Regions from separate parts of the Drosophila melanogaster genome. Here region 1 is linked to region 2. The links are chromatin contacts, called in public targeted proximity ligation maps. All regions are on one chromosome and are shown on one strand. The core of a region is the stretch at or near the end of the contact, and the rest is flanking DNA. Distances in the headings are between cores, read along the strand shown.

What was found.
Region 1: a targeted proximity ligation map of the Kc167 cell line shows a contact between it and region 2, with 4 times the contacts expected there. A contact is called at or near these places in 20 of 107 Hi-C or Micro-C datasets (the Clone 8 cell line, the D17-c3 cell line, the Kc167 cell line and 11 more) and 3 of 7 datasets of targeted methods (the Kc167 cell line and the S2 cell line).

What each region holds. Positions count from the first base shown.
Region 1 is chr3R:4,709,082-4,716,821 of dm6, reverse strand. eIF3f1 (eukaryotic translation initiation factor 3 subunit f1) reads left to right here and starts at 2,640. Exons shown (of 1, transcript NM_141232.3): 1 at 2,640-3,940. The coding sequence starts at 2,737. The coding sequence ends at 3,579. It overlaps smash (smallish), which reads right to left. Exons shown (of 14, transcript NM_001259984.2): 11 at 6,752-7,662; 12 at 6,446-6,645; 13 at 6,102-6,206; 14 at 4,629-5,924. The coding sequence ends at 6,139.
Region 2 is chr3R:4,655,104-4,662,965 of dm6, reverse strand. smash (smallish) reads right to left here and starts at 3,387. Exons shown (of 14, transcript NM_001259984.2): 1 at 2,567-3,387. lncRNA:CR44156 (long non-coding RNA:CR44156) reads left to right here and starts at 2,027. Exons shown (of 1, transcript NR_073980.1): 1 at 2,027-2,439. It overlaps spartin (spartin,), which reads right to left. Exons shown (of 4, transcript NM_141228.2): 2 at 6,311-7,448; 3 at 5,757-6,063; 4 at 4,981-5,385. The coding sequence starts at 7,433. The coding sequence ends at 5,154.

The DNA of each region.
Region 1 (7,740 bases), core at 1,391-3,890, 55 kb before region 2:
GAATTTGGTTTGTTCGGGTGCCACTCTCATGTTGGCTTGGCACAGACATTTAAGTGCTGTCAAAGTGTAAGACGTGGTCAGCAGCAAAGAAAATTATTACATCGTCTATCCGTTTATGGAAAAGGCAGCTTATTCGGAATCTTTTCTGGCCAGATAAATCTGGTGGTACCCCGATTTTAAATCTAGGGTAGTAAAAAATATTGTCTTTCCTAAGTTCGCTAAAATTATAGGAATACCGATCGGTGATGGTTCGTTCATTCAGTTTTCTGAAATCACCAGTCGTTATTTTCTGTTTCCGTCGGCATCAGTTCCTTGCTCCTCTGCTTCCATGGTGTAAGGATATAGCTTGGAATGTACGGGTTCGTTAGTCTTCGTACGAATTGTGACAATGATCGAGGTGTTAAATGGAAGCGCCTCGTTAGAGTGCGAAAACACTTGTTTCCTCTCAAGGATCATTTTATTGAATTCAGCTTACACCGAACTTGGGACTTCTACGTCATTAATATTTGTGAAGTTCACATCGTTGTTGTGTAAATCTAATGCTGCTCCGACCTGCGATAGCAAGTACAAACCTATTATGGCATCAAACGTACTGATGGTATCAAGTAAAAAGAATGGGGCCGTTGGGCCAAATATGTGCATTAAGCACCCGTGAATGGAACTCACAGTGAATGGGCAGTCGAAAAGAGTTATGTTTTTTAGCTCCCTTAGGGGCTTTACATATTACATATTAGAATTTTTAAAACTCTCCCAACCAGCCTTCGTTCAGTGAAGGGCAAGCGGGACCTTCCTCTTAAAATTGATACAGTTTGTCAAGAAACTGTTTACACACTGTGAAATAAGTTGAATTTTTGACTTTAAAGCTAAAAATTAAAGGTTTTTTGCTTAATTAAACGCATTTTTTTTATAAAATATAATTAAACAATATTTATTTTACTTATAAATCAAAAAACAAATTAAAAATATTAAATATACAAGAAAAAAAACAACAAATTCCAAGTTTAAACACTTTTGAGACTGTCAAGAAACTCTTTACACAAAACACTAAATCGATGTTTAATCCTAAATTTTTAAATTATTTTATTAAAATTTTAAAAGTTTTGGTATGTAGTATGTTCCCCATTGGCTTTAGCTACAAGTTGAAGCCCTTTTTTCATGGAATGGACAAGTTTTTGCAGGTCATATTCAAACGGGATCTTTTCACACTCTTCGACTATTACAGTCATAAGCTGTTGTCGTGTTTTAGGTCCCTTTTTGCCACCTTCTTCTTTAAGTAGGTCCACAAATTTTAAATGGGGTTCAGATCAGGACTCTGAGGGGGCGTATCGATCACTTTACCACAGTTATAAGGGCGCCAGGTGCGTACATTGCACTCTTTATGTTTCTGATCATGTCCTCTTAAAATATAAAATTTGGCTTGTTGTTGCTAACTAGACCAAATTTTTCTGCACCGGCCTTCAAATTTGTTTTTTAAGATTCCTAGATATTGCACGGCATTTATTGTGCTCTAAATTAAGGCTAGTTTTCCCACTCCATGGCTGGTGATACAGCCACAAACCATCAGTGACATTTTTCCAAATTTTATCGTTGGAATGATATTTTGTTTTTCTAGCGCACTCAGCGGTTTGCGCCATACTCTGCTTGGCCCGTCGTTATAAAAGAGCATAATTTTTGTTTCGTCACCAAATATGACGTCATCCCAGTACTCTTCTGGATGATCCACCTTGTTCACAGCGAATTAATGACGCTTTTCCATATTGGCATCTGATAGCAAAGGATTTTTCCTCGCAACTCTTGAAGAGTATCTATGGCGTAGGATGACTTGGCGCACAGTTTCGTGTGACACAGTTAGGTGACACTCTTGCCTGATATCCAGAGCAAGTGATCTGACCGGGGGTTCGCAATCTCTATTCGCATAATAAAGCGGTCTACACGCTTTTTAATTTTAATTTTCCGCCCACCACCACTCTTAGGTTCAAGCCTGTCCTCTTTTTCCGAGCCTTTTAAAAAATAGTAGACGGTCTTACGGGATACAGAAAACATTTATACTTATTCTGGAAAAGATTTTCCCAACTGGTGGTTATAGTTTATTAATTGGGTAACTTCAAAGTTTATCTCTTTCCAGGCATTTTATTAAATTTAATAATTCGCTTTAAGCACGTTTGATCAGCAAAATTTCACAAGCAAGATTGAGTAGTAGAATGTAACCGACATTTTGTTATTGATCCGTTATGTTAAGAATGAGCAGCGAGCAATGAAATTCACGGAAAGCGTTCCGTTATTGAGTGGGCATCATTTGTGTGGCTGTTGTTGTTGTTGTATAGTTTCTGGAAACGAAGTAAGGATGAAATAATTGAGTGAAGGTGAGGAATAGAAGAAAAGCATCGCGAAGGCGACGCTTGAGTAAATTAGTCTGCTTAGAACGACAGAAGAAACAACACGCAGGCGACTTGATGTGCTGGACAATATGGACGCTGAAGTAAATGAAAAGTCGCGCTTGGCATCTCCGACATATTCAAATTTGAATAGTATTTGATTAACTAACGCTAGCCACCGGTTTTACATCGATAAAACGATAGGCCACGCACGACCGCACCGATAGCTCCAAAAGCCATCAACCCCCACCCGCACTATCGATAGGCCCTTTTCTTGCATCCCTAAAACATACGCGCAGCGTGGCTGAATAGAAATTATTGCGGAAATTTTCCTTGCAAATCTTGGCCACCGAAAATTACCATGTCGGCTCTCAATCTGACCGTGCGCGTGCACCCGGTGGTGCTTTTCCAGGTGGTGGACGCCTTCGAGCGGCGGAACGCGGACTCGCACCGCGTCATCGGCACCCTGCTCGGCTCTGTGGACAAAGGTGTGGTGGAGGTTACCAACTGTTTCTGTGTGCCGCACAAGGAGCACGATGACCAGGTGGAGGCAGAGCTGAGCTACGCCCTGGACATGTACGACCTCAACCGCAAGGTGAACTCCAACGAGAGCGTGGTAGGCTGGTGGGCCACCGGCAACGACGTTACCAACCACAGCTCGGTGATCCACGAGTATTACGCCCGCGAATGCAACAACCCGGTTCACCTCACCGTGGACACTTCGCTGCAGGGCGGACGTATGGGTCTGCGTGCTTATGTCTGCATTCAACTAGGAGTTCCCGGCGGCAAGAGCGGCTGCATGTTCACGCCCATTCCTGTCGAGCTGACCAGCTACGAGCCGGAGACATTTGGGCTCAAGCTGCTTCAGAAGACCGTAGGCGTTTCGCCCGCTCACCGTCCCAAGACCGTTCCGCCAATGCTGGACCTGGCCCAAATCTCGGAGGCCTCCACGAAGCTGCAGTCCCTGCTGGATCTTATTCTCAAGTACGTTGACGACGTGATCGCTCACAAGGTAACCCCCGACAACGCCGTCGGACGCCAGCTGCTAGACCTTATCCACTCCGTGCCGCACATGACCCACGAGCAGTTCACTCAGATGTTCAACGCCAACGTACGCAACCTTCTGCTGGTCATCACGCTCTCCCAGCTCATCAAAACCCAGCTGCAGCTTAACGAAAAGCTCACCTTCCTGCCCACCGCCTAGAACGACGGCGTTTGTTGAAGTGGTAATATCTACTAAGGGTGGCATTGTAAACTGATTGTGTTTTTTATCAATGGGGGTCTACGTAATAAAGTGCTCTGATCGCCAAAAAAAAAAACCAAAACTTGTATCGATTACTCTGGTCAGAATGACATTCCATACTAAAGAAAATATATATGGGATTATCTTTTTTATAACTCAATTGAAGAATCAGCATGAATCCTGTGACACCTACACTAAACGACCATGTGGCGTTTGTAGGAGCATTCGAATCTACTGAAGACTCTTAAACACAACAGTATTCATCACCAGGAACAAAATAAATGCATGTGCAACTGAAAATTTAGCACCCAACTGCTAAAACAAAATGTTGTGTTTCAGTCTTTGGTGAGCTTCACTATTCTATAGGGTTTCAGGGAGTCGCATCGGTGCTGGGTTTATTGTAAGAATAGTAATATTTATATTCTTTAATATCAAACTTTGATGATCGTACCTTCGGCACACAAAAGTTATAATATCAAATTTTGTGACGAAATATGACAACACATTCTATTAAAAACTAGTTTCTTACATTTTATAACCAGCACCTCGTTGCATCATATGCGTTACTTAACTTTCAATTGTTTGGTAGCACCAGGATAAACTTGAGCTACGCCTACACTTTTCTGTGCAATCTGCATCCTTAATCTTCTAGCATTTATAGTTCATGAGATCTTGACGTTCATGCGGACAAACATGGCCAGATCGACTGCGCTGATTCTTGATCCTGGTGAAGAATAAAAGGTACTCTAAAGAGCATAAAAAAACACACTTTTCATATGAAAGAAGGACACAAAGGGGCTCCAAGATTTCCCCGTATGCCTTAATATATAAATTAATTAAAAAAAAAACTTTTCATATGAAAGTTTGTGTGGCCAATTTAAATATATTCGTAATGCATACTTTTGGGCGAAATTTAAATCTCAGAATGCGGAAGTTTTTTTTTTAAATCAATAACATTAGTTACAGTGTTACATTAGCAGATACTGGTTCCTCCCAAAAATTTATGAACTCAGTTGTAAGTTTTTATTAAGCATGTCGAATTGACATCCACTTTGTTAGCATATTTGTCGGAAATGCGACAGGACAGGTAAGTTATACATTTTAGAACAATTTAATTAACAATGATAAGTTCAGAAACGTAAAATGATTGTTTCATCATTGAAGGACTGTATCTCCTAGTCATTGAAGTATTACCACCAACATACCATACACCTTTTAACTTTAAGCGTTCTGCAGATCAAAATATGAAATAGTTCTTCATTGAAATAGTTTATTAAAAAACTAAACTATATCTTCTTTGATGTATTTATACAGAAAAATTATTCATATACCGATCATGTTTAAAAATTAATCATACAATCCAAGATGTGTATATAATATACAAATTTTCAACTTTATGCGAAATTACAATAAATAAAAATAAGGGATATAAGAAATGAAATCTTTCGCGATATATGCTCACCTCATGCAAGTTTAAGGGTATGTATATAATAATTATGTTAGTGAGTTGCGTGTGGATGGGTGTTTGTATATAGTTTTTTTTAGGTACATTGGATGCGTCGTTAGGTATTTTAAGTGGGCTGTAGCGGGTACAAAAAGTTAGAAACTAACTAATTTAAAAGCGAATTTTCGGATAGAAATAGTAGATTGTGTAGATGTGTAGAGTAGAGGTGTAAATATAAATTCAAAACAATTTCAAAATTTTAACACTTCGTTTAAAGTTAATCCTTTTTTTGGTTTTTTTTTTAAGTTTCAACACACATTACTTTGTTACAATGTTAGAGAGCTTGGCATTTAAACATGTAAAATGTATAGAGTTTGATTTATAACATGTAGAATGCGTTGTATAAAACTTTTAAATCCGAGTTAAAACATTACATAATTTCGTAGGGAAGCATATTAAAGCGATTAACACTAATCTGAAACGTTTTGGATTTGACTTTGTTCTCAACATATGTAGATATATGTATTGTATATATGTGAACGTACGAATTATCATCTCTATTTAATATCTATGTATTACTAGTACAACAACAACAATCAATGTTGCAAAAGCAACAGAGCAACAACCCCAGTTCTATTCAATAATCCACTTCCGTTTCCATGGCGAGGGCTCAGTTAGACGCAGCTGAACTTAATGCCGTCATCGCTGGAGTAGCAGTTTTGGCAATGCAGCTTGTGGTTTCGCACCCGGACATCGGTTCCATTGAGGCCATCTCCCAGCTGGACGTGGCAGACGCAACACTTGAAGCAGTTGATGTGGTAGAACAGCAGAAGCGATTCGATGATCATGGCAGCGCCGCGACCTGTGGAATTAGGTAAGGAATCTTTCAGCTTAGTTGCCGGATTAAAGGAGTCACTGAAGCGGAAGTTAACGAAAGTTAAAATTATAAGCAACAAAAATTGCAACAGAAGTGACGTAGATTATAAATAACCCCACCACTTAGATATTATATTCCGCTTCCAAGATTTTACTAATATACCTAAAATATTCGAAACTGTTGGGCAGTCTTTTTAAATTTACACCCAAACAATATATTTTAGCGCTTTGTGCACCTGCCGACAATTGCCGTGAGTGCAGCCCAGATCTGTCACAGACATGTAAGTGAGAATGGAAACTTATTGATAAAGAGTTTATAACCAATGGGAAGGAGAAAGCATTAAATGATCGACCAAACCCAACCATGAGACTAGTGAATCCAAGTGTGTTCTATTCATGATCTCTCTCTGTGACAACAAGCCTAAAAGATGTTCCCAAAAATGGACGATGTAAGAGTAAGAGGGGTATGGGGGTATTCAAAAGTAGTAGAACAACCACAACACTCACAACCAACGTAGTAGCAAAGTTTACCTAATTCGTCGCCGCAATGGGAGCACTTCTTCTTGCCACTAACGCTGAGCACCTTCTCCTGCCCCTGGCTGCTGTTGCCATTGATGCTGCTGCCATTCGTCACATTCTTCTGCTGCTGTTGCTGCTGGTAGATGTTGTTGCCATTTACCTGGCTATAGTTCCCGTTGCTATCGAAGCTGTTGGTGAATTAAAATTGCATTAAATATAAGGTATGAAAAAAGATCATCTATGTAAGATGTAGTAAAGTAGAGTTTCCCTTGTCACCTATATATTACTACTTACCGCTTTCGATCGCCGATTCCTTTGCTCTGGACCCGCTCCGTAAGAGTTTGTATGATGGAATCGGGCAGCGGTTTGCCCATCGACTTGCTGGCTGGTATAGATCGCCGATTAAGTTGCTCGATGCGTCGCTGCTCCGCCTCCTGCAGTAGCCAGTGGTTGTTATTGTAGAGTGCTCCGCCGTAGTCAGGCATGGATTTGCGCTTTTGCTGCTGAGCGGCCAGCCAAGCCGCATCGCTGGTCTGTTGGCTGTCATAACTCTTCCGCTGCTGCACCTGCACCCATCCGTCCGCGTATTTTGGTTTGGGGGTGGCACTCAAAGCGAGCAATGTGTTTCTGGACATATTGCTTAAGTTTTGGGCCGACTGGTGATGGTATGCTGGCGCTGTCGGCGCTTGAATGGGATATCCTTGACCGGGGAGCCGTGGCGGCATTGGTGCTCCAGCAATCTTTACCAGAGAGCCACCGTACGGAGCCGGTGGTTGGCGCTGCCTCGTGCTAACAGCGTAATCTGGCTCCAGGCCATGGCCATTGGCGTTCAATTGCATAGCCCTCAATGGCTTTGTGGGCGGCGTTGGCGGCAGTATCAGGCAGTTGGAGAACTCGTTTAGATCCGACATGGACTTGCGGTAGTCCGTGTCCATCTGGTGATATGCATGCAGAACCATCTGTTGCTGCTGCTGCGGCACATTGGCGTAAATCTGTTGCGGATGCGGTGGTGGCATTTGAACCTGGTGGTGTTGCGGTGGCTGGAAGGCACTGAGCATTCCGTTTCCGATTCCTAGACCGTGGTGCAGATCCTGCAGTGAGCGCCGGTTGTTCGACATCAGCATCTTGGCTCCGTGTTGCAACTCTCGTCGAGCAATATTTTCTCGAAGCACAAGATTTTCACGTTGCCGTTTCAGTTCCTCTTGCTGTGAAGGAAAAGTTTAAATTATTGACCTTTTTCTTTGCTAATCATAGTTTTCTGTGACCACATTTTTTAATGAGTT
Region 2 (7,862 bases), core at 2,138-4,637:
GGTTCTACCACTCTACTCACATACACTCGCTTGAAAGAGTGGACACTATGAGTTTGTACAATAATTGCACAAGTATCACTCACACTGCCCGGTGAAACAGGTAGGCGACGAGCCCAAACTGGGCCCATATGGGTGGCCACGGCGAAGTTGCCGGCAGCAGATGGCAGTGACAAGTGCTTTTGGTTATTGTTATGAAAGAGCCGGACTCGGGCCGAATTGGTTACGAAATCGGATACCAGATAGCACCTCCCAAAAGGGAAGAGTTGAGCATGTGTATGTCAAGCACAAGATGGCTTAAAACAAGTCAGTCTGATTTGGATAAGGTACTCTAGTATCATGTAATTACATGACAATCGCTTTATTTCTAAGATTCTCATTATATTTCTAGCTTTTGAAACTAATGTATGAAAATTTTAACTTACGAAATGCGAGTATGTTTAGAACAAAATGGAACAAATTTGTAATTTCGCCACTGATCTGGATTTCATTTACCCGATTACAGAGCGGTCCGAAAGAGAGACCAACTTAGTTAGCAAATGAAAATGAAATGTTTCCCTCTATGTAATTCTGATTACAAAACAAAATGAGCCACGAAAAAAAAAAAGCAAAACCGGGCTTCGAATGTGCCCCAACCGGCAGACAAAACAACCGAAGACAAATGGCCATAAAATGAAAATTGCAACTTTGGAAATTATTCGGCAAACAAGTTATGAGCAGCCGCGGCATTTGGGCAGTTGCGGCGGCGCCAATTTCCACGGCACCCTTTTCCTCCGGTTTCCTAGCTGGAGCCGCAGCTACTCCTATTTGTACCATTAAGACCGCTTCCGTCTTTGAGGCAAACTGAACTCACATAAATTGACGCACGAGGCGCGCAAAAACAATGAGATGGGAAAAGCATAAACAAAACAGCAGCGGCGGAAAAGCTCTTCGAAAAACAGATGATGAGGAAAATACCCACCGTGCAAAGAAGTGAAAAGTACACTTGAAACAAAAATATAATCCGATATTTGTTTGGACTAATAAAAATTAAACTACCAAATTTATAAAACCGATGTGTAAACAATATGATTTCTTGATCATACTATTTTCTGTCGCATTCAATCGCACTATAGAGAAAAATATAAAAAAAGCATGAGAGCCGCCACCCACCTGCACCATTATGAATTGATTTTCATGTGAGGGCACAGAAAAAATAATATTCGCTTGGGAAAGTGCCCCGGAAAAGTGTGTAACGTGTAACGACCGGCACCGCTCTCTCCCACACTCGCCCTGCCAATTGCTGCAAAAAATTGCCAACCACTGTCACCCGGAGGAATTTATTGCTCCTTTTGTGGGTAGTGCACGCTATCCTTCGAAAACCAAAAAAAAAAAATTTTTAAGTTTTGAAAATATATTTGTTTGACGATTTTCCAGGCACCAGAACTTGGGAGACACAAGTACTTACATACATACATACATAGAGATGTTTTTTTTTTAGATTTTGAAACTCAAGTTCGGAAGACGATGAACTCCATATCGCCGGGGAGTGTGTAACCCACTCCAGCCCTTTCAAATACCTTTCTCCTGTCCCATCACCTTCATCATCCAATCCACCCGATCCAATCTAGTCCAACGCCCTTGCCGCCGGGTTTGCTCCGAAAGTCGACTTGGTCCGCTCGTAACGCAAATGAAGCATGAAGCCTGAAATATTAGCCAAGTGCGCGGCTGGCGAAAAATGCGTCGCCCTGTCGCACAACTAGGCAACCCTGACAGCTGCATTCCGCAAATGCAATTAAACCAACTTTCCAATGATGGATTTTTTCTTTCGATTATAATTCAGCCGTTTTTCCCCGTCTTTTTGCCATTACCTTATTAGCTAAAAACCTGTAGCCTGTAGCTCGGGCAATGACGATAATGATGATATCAAATAAATGACTAGGCGCCCGAGTGCTGCAAGTTTGAGCGGTGAGAAAATTGGCATGCAAAGTGAAAATGTTTTGGGGAAAAAACCTATCAAAGCCAACACAGAAACGCATGTCGAGGGTGTCGAAATTTTTTTGAGACACATTTGTCGAACATCAAATTCGAAAGCCAGCAGATCGGTGGATGGATCGCAAGAATGTACAACTCAAGCTCACAAGCCTCACTCCAGAACACGAGCCTCCATCTACAAGTTCCGCCTGACCAACATGATCCAGGTCCCAGAATGCTGCTTGAGGTCATATCCCTAGTCCTGGTCATCACAACGTTATTTTGCTGCTACTGTTGCGTCAGATGAATGGATCTAAGCGATCCGCTCAATGAAGAAAAATCTCCGAGAGAAATGTGTTTTACCCAATCCTACTTTTTGATATCCGTTAGGAAAGATAGGAAAGATATTAGTCTTCATTTTTCGAATGGACCTTTTTTTATGTAAACTTCAAGCCAATAGTTACAAATTGCATAAATAAGCACGTTACTAAGACAATTGGCTACCTTTTTACACTTTTCTTTTCTACACTTTTTACGGTTTCAAAATGCAGATTTTGAAATCACTTATTCACTTATTATTTACTTTATTCATTGTGCAGAAGCTGAAAACACTTACCAACAAAATTCGAAGCTCTGTTCGTTGCTGGCACAGATGCTGTTTTTTACACAGTTGTTTTTCGGCGTTCAATTACATATATAAAAACAATTCAAAAGAATGGCGAGTCAATTGGAACAGCCACTGCAGAGTCCTAAAGTTGTTGTTGTTGTTGTTTGGAGCTGCTTTTCGGGAACAGGCCAAAAATCATTAGAAATTTCTATACTCGAGCGAGCAACACGTACACACGCACACATACGCACTCGCACACAGAGGCGCACCCACACACACTAATAAACGCGGGCCAGAAAATAAAACGGGAAACGTGTTTGCTTGTGTACTGTTGTTAGAACTGTTGTTGTTGCTGCGTTCGCAGTTGGCTGTTTACGGCAGTCGTTGTTGTTTATACAGGTTGTACATATGTATTTGTGAGCGAGAAAAACAGTTTTCCGCCGCGCCGTAATTGCAACTACTCAGCTTGGTGGATTGGACTCCCGTCAAAATCGGAAATAAAAGGCACTACCCACCCACATACACACACAAACACACTTCTGCCAACTCTCCTCCCTCAACCGCACAAGCGCCGCAGTTGCACCTCGACTGAATTCACGATTTTACACTGCACAGGTGCAGTGCTGCGCAAAACAAAACGCAAGACTCTCGGATCCGAACTCCGTGGCTTTGGGCTTTTCCTGCCTTATTTCCCGTGCGCACATATGTACACATTCACATGTATTCATGTACCAAGGGGCGAAATCACGTCCGAGCGGGGAATTATGTGCTTGCGTGCCGCGCTAAACTCTTAGCCACCTCCTTTTGGCCGAGTTCAAAACGTACTGCCGAGCGTAGGAATTTGTGGATATAAAAATGGGGCGGAGTGTGGCCAGCTGAATCAGTTGAGGTGGGTCGAATCGGACTACGAGCGGTATTTTTATCTGTCCGCAGGCAAGGTCTCTCTGTACGCTCTTACGTTTTTTGTTACGTTGTTCGGCGAAAAGCCTTCAAAATAATTAACAACTTTCTCGGTTTTTGAATTAGTACGTAAAGTATTGCATACAAAAATCAACGAGACGCTGATGGATCAATCTATGAAGCTTTGGGATCAAATAATATATAATATTATATAATGATATATGGCGGAGTTTAAAACCAAACCAATTTCAAGATAATTTTTTATTGCGCGTCCCGAAAGTATGCTACACCCATTCCTTTTTTTTAAATTTATTTATTTAGAAGCGATGAATCCATACAATGCAGCAATAGCAACATAACAGCGCAATTAACATATAAATGATAAAACCAAACCTCTCACTAATCATGTGAGGATTTAAACACCCATTCCTATTTTCAGAATGGAACTCGCACGAGAGCTAACGTTTGAAAACAAATGTATTCATTTACTTTACTTTTTTTATATATCGACTGGTAATTCTTAAGAATAAATCTCCACCCTGTGATGCTAAGATACAATATAATTATGTACGGATTCTTTTTAATAAATATATATAAAAAAATGTATTCATATGATTTTGACAATAATATGAGTATACATATTCCTATATTCTCCTAATATAAATATTAATAGGATAAAAGGACTATAATAAGGTAAATGTAAATATAGTCTAGGAGAAAGTTTTACCAACAATAGGGGTTATAGTCATTCATGTTATGTTATGTTCTGATTCGGGAGCTGAACCCTAACTAAATATATGGGCTCCTTGATATATGACACTTAGGACCTATAGAATATCACATTCTATATCTCGTGTATAAAACAAAACGTGAAGTTTTACCATATTTCGCCAAAGTATATATGTGGGGTTCATCGCTCGTTATATAAATTCCTAACTTGTTTATATAAAATTTGACTCGTTCCGCAAAGTTTTTGCTTGATCAGAGTGCTTTTTAAGATAGGAAAAAAGAATAAGGAATAAGATAGCTATATAGAGTCTTAGGAAATGGTTAGGAAATAATGCAAATAACATAACCTTTTCAACAATATAAGATTCAAAAGTCTGTAACTTCAGGCGATCGGAAGCTATGACAGTACTTACGAGGATTTAAAGCCGCTAAATTAGACGGCTTTTTATTGATCGTCAATCTAAAGATACTTAGATCAACATTTGTTCACAATTTACATGGTACGTTCATACTAAATTCCTTGCTAAAATTGTTAATTCTTTTAAATTAGTGAAAGAGGACTGAGTTGTGTATCAAAAATCAGGACATTTTAATTTAAAAACAAAAGATACCCGATACTTAGCGGTTGGAGTGCTAGGAAGCTAGAATTTAGGTTATACAAATATACAAAGTGAATTAAACATTTTTCTTTTTAATACTTTCTAGCTTCGGTTTATCTACAAATACAAAAGTAAAGCATTTTTGAACACTAAAATAAGGTTTTGATGCAAAATCTTTCGAAATATCTTTTTTATGTGTTATTGAACATAATATTTATTTATATTTTTTCTTTTAATTAGAAGCTATAAATGGCATATAAATATTTCAATATAATAATAATAATAATAATAATAATAATAATAATAATAATAATAATAATAATAATAATAATAATAATAACATGTGATAAATTCCTTTGGTTTTCCCGCTATTCCTTCAAAGCTCGAAGATCCGGATAAAGAGATCCGGCATTAATATAATGAGATTCCGATTTGCGTAAGTCTCGCTTGTAGTCACTGACCACAGCTTCTCCTGTTCGTTTGACCATTTTCTTGGCAATGCCCTTCGGGGTTATGTAGTTCACGTTCTGACTGACCACGAAAACGTTGCCCACCGTGTCAAAGGTGCCACTAGCCAGATTCCCCGTCTGCTGGCCATATCTGAAATAGCAAATAAATATATGTAAATATATGAAATATTAAAAATGCCCGCACTATATGTTTTTCTTTTTCGAAGGCGAAAGAAACCCAAAATGAATATCTAGATCTTAGTAGACCTTTAGTAGCATTACATATTTGAGACGATTCACAACAAGTTATAAAACTTTTCTTTGTGTGCAAGCTTGAGTAACATTTCCCGATCCTTGATCATTTTTGCGATCCTCTGCACATTGCGCATAACTTAAATCTCAGATATATTTAAATTGAATAAACCGTTGCCAGCCTAAGTGATTACTTTCAATTCGGACGAAAATTCGTAATGACATCTGTTACAAAACTGCATAAGCATTAAGAAGCCAAAGCCAACCCACTTGTGTTCGATTATCTTGACGGAGTTTTCACTGAGGCTGGAGCCTAGGATCTTGGCGGAAGTCTCGAGGCCATCGAATACGGTGCTCACTCCTTCCACGGCTCCTGCCGCGATGGTCATGGCGCCCTCCATGGTGCTATTAGCCTCGCTGGTGTCGTAGCCAAATCCCTTCTGCAGCAGTTTAGAGCCTTGCTCCTGAATGTGGGGAGCCAGGTAGCGGCCGACTGCCATTGAAGCAGTGCCCACCTTTCCAGCTATCCATCCTGTCATTCCGGCTGCGGCGTGCGTCACTTTTTGGGCCACCTCAACTATAATGAACAAAAGGTTACAACATAAGATACATTAGATCTATCTTATATGTAATCTGCACATTTCCAAACCATTGATTAACATGATTATCAAACACAAGCACAAACTCCGATCGAGGTGGAAGTGTAGTGACGATCACATCTTCGACTTCGAATCTTATCTTCTAATTTTATCGTTACATGCTCATTCGGAAGCTACCATACTTCCGCCCTAAATACAGCTCTTCCCTATTTGGAACTAACTCACCTGAAGTTTGGACGGAGCTGGGCACCTGAGCATCCATCGAGGCTGGCGTCATCTTGGAAATGATATACGGAGTACTCCTAAGCATAAAGCCTCCTGTCTTCTCGGCGCCCCGTACCAGGTTACTAGCAATGAAATCAGCCGCACTTACAATGTGTCTGGACACCTGCTCCGACCCGGAAACGGTATCTGAAGCTAGGCCAGCACGTTGGGAGGTCGGCGATTTCAGCTGCACTACCGTGCCAGCGAGTACGGCCTCCAACAGGTCAAGAAAGAACTGCTGAAGATCCTCCAGTTCGTCCTCCGTGCGCGATGTCTGGCCCTCCTTCGTTAGCATCAAACCAAATGCATTGCCCGGCTGCTGGCACTCCATATCAGGAAAAATAAAGGCTCCGTACTCTGTTTGGTAGCAGTTTGTGATCGAGGGAACCAGGGGGTAAAGCCAAATCCCTGCAGTCCCCTCATTTGGCATGGAGCACTGAATGAAGTAGATGCCACTGAGGTACTTCCATTTGCCACCCACGGTGCACATTACCAATGACATAGTTGACGAGCCGCTTATGGTGGTTACTGATCCACTGGCTTCGATTCGGTACATTTTGACCTGTGCACGGAAGAGCTCATCGAGCAAGACTTTGGCGTCCCGAACAGCCAAGAGCTCCCGCAAGCCGGCAGCGAGCTCTCTGTAGGTTTTTGGTGCTCCGCTAGCATTGGCTATGCCATATTGCGTGGAGGGGTTTTCCGCCAGCAACGGCGGCCTTTTTGTATCCATCTCTGCTCGACTTTCCTCCGTGGCCTCCACGGCTGAATCATCAATGGATTGTTTCTGGGATCGCAGAACTTTGAGGCGGTATCTCAATTCCGTTTCGGCGCTCTTGAGCTTTTGGATCAGCGCACAGGCGTCGTTCCACTCCGCCTGCACGGTGTCGATCTTGTTGGGAAGACCTACTGGAATGCCGAAGGTGTCCTCTATCATACGCAGGGCCAGCTCATAGGCCACAATGGCCTGGCCGGGGGATTCCTGCTCCTCGTGACTTACGGCCAGGTCCACCTGAGTCATGGCCGCTTTGTAGGCTGTTCTGATGCCAGCATAGGCCTCCAGGAATTCGCTTTCCTCCTCCGCCATCGCGGCCTTTAATACCTAAGAAACAGCACAGAAACATTAGATACTATACAAAAAACCAAAGCCCTCAAAACTTTAGTATGTAGAACTAAGAATCTATTAAAGTCAATGACTATGGTTATTTATGGTTTAGTTAGTATACATGTTCTATGTGCTGTCTTTATTCTTATGAATCCCCCTTTCGCAAAGTTCTGTGTAAGTCTTATAGTGCAAATTACTACATATTTTGTTAATATTCGTGAGATTTAAGATATTGTAAACGAACTTGCTGGCAGAGATACATCCCGACGAGGCGGGCAACCGCGACCAACTAAAAGGGTGACCAAAATGCGTCACCAAAGTGGGAATGACGCGCTTTTACATCTTCTCCTGCAGCTGCTCTAAATTGAACTGTGGCCAACGAAACCGCATCCGCCCTTCCGCTGCACTCAC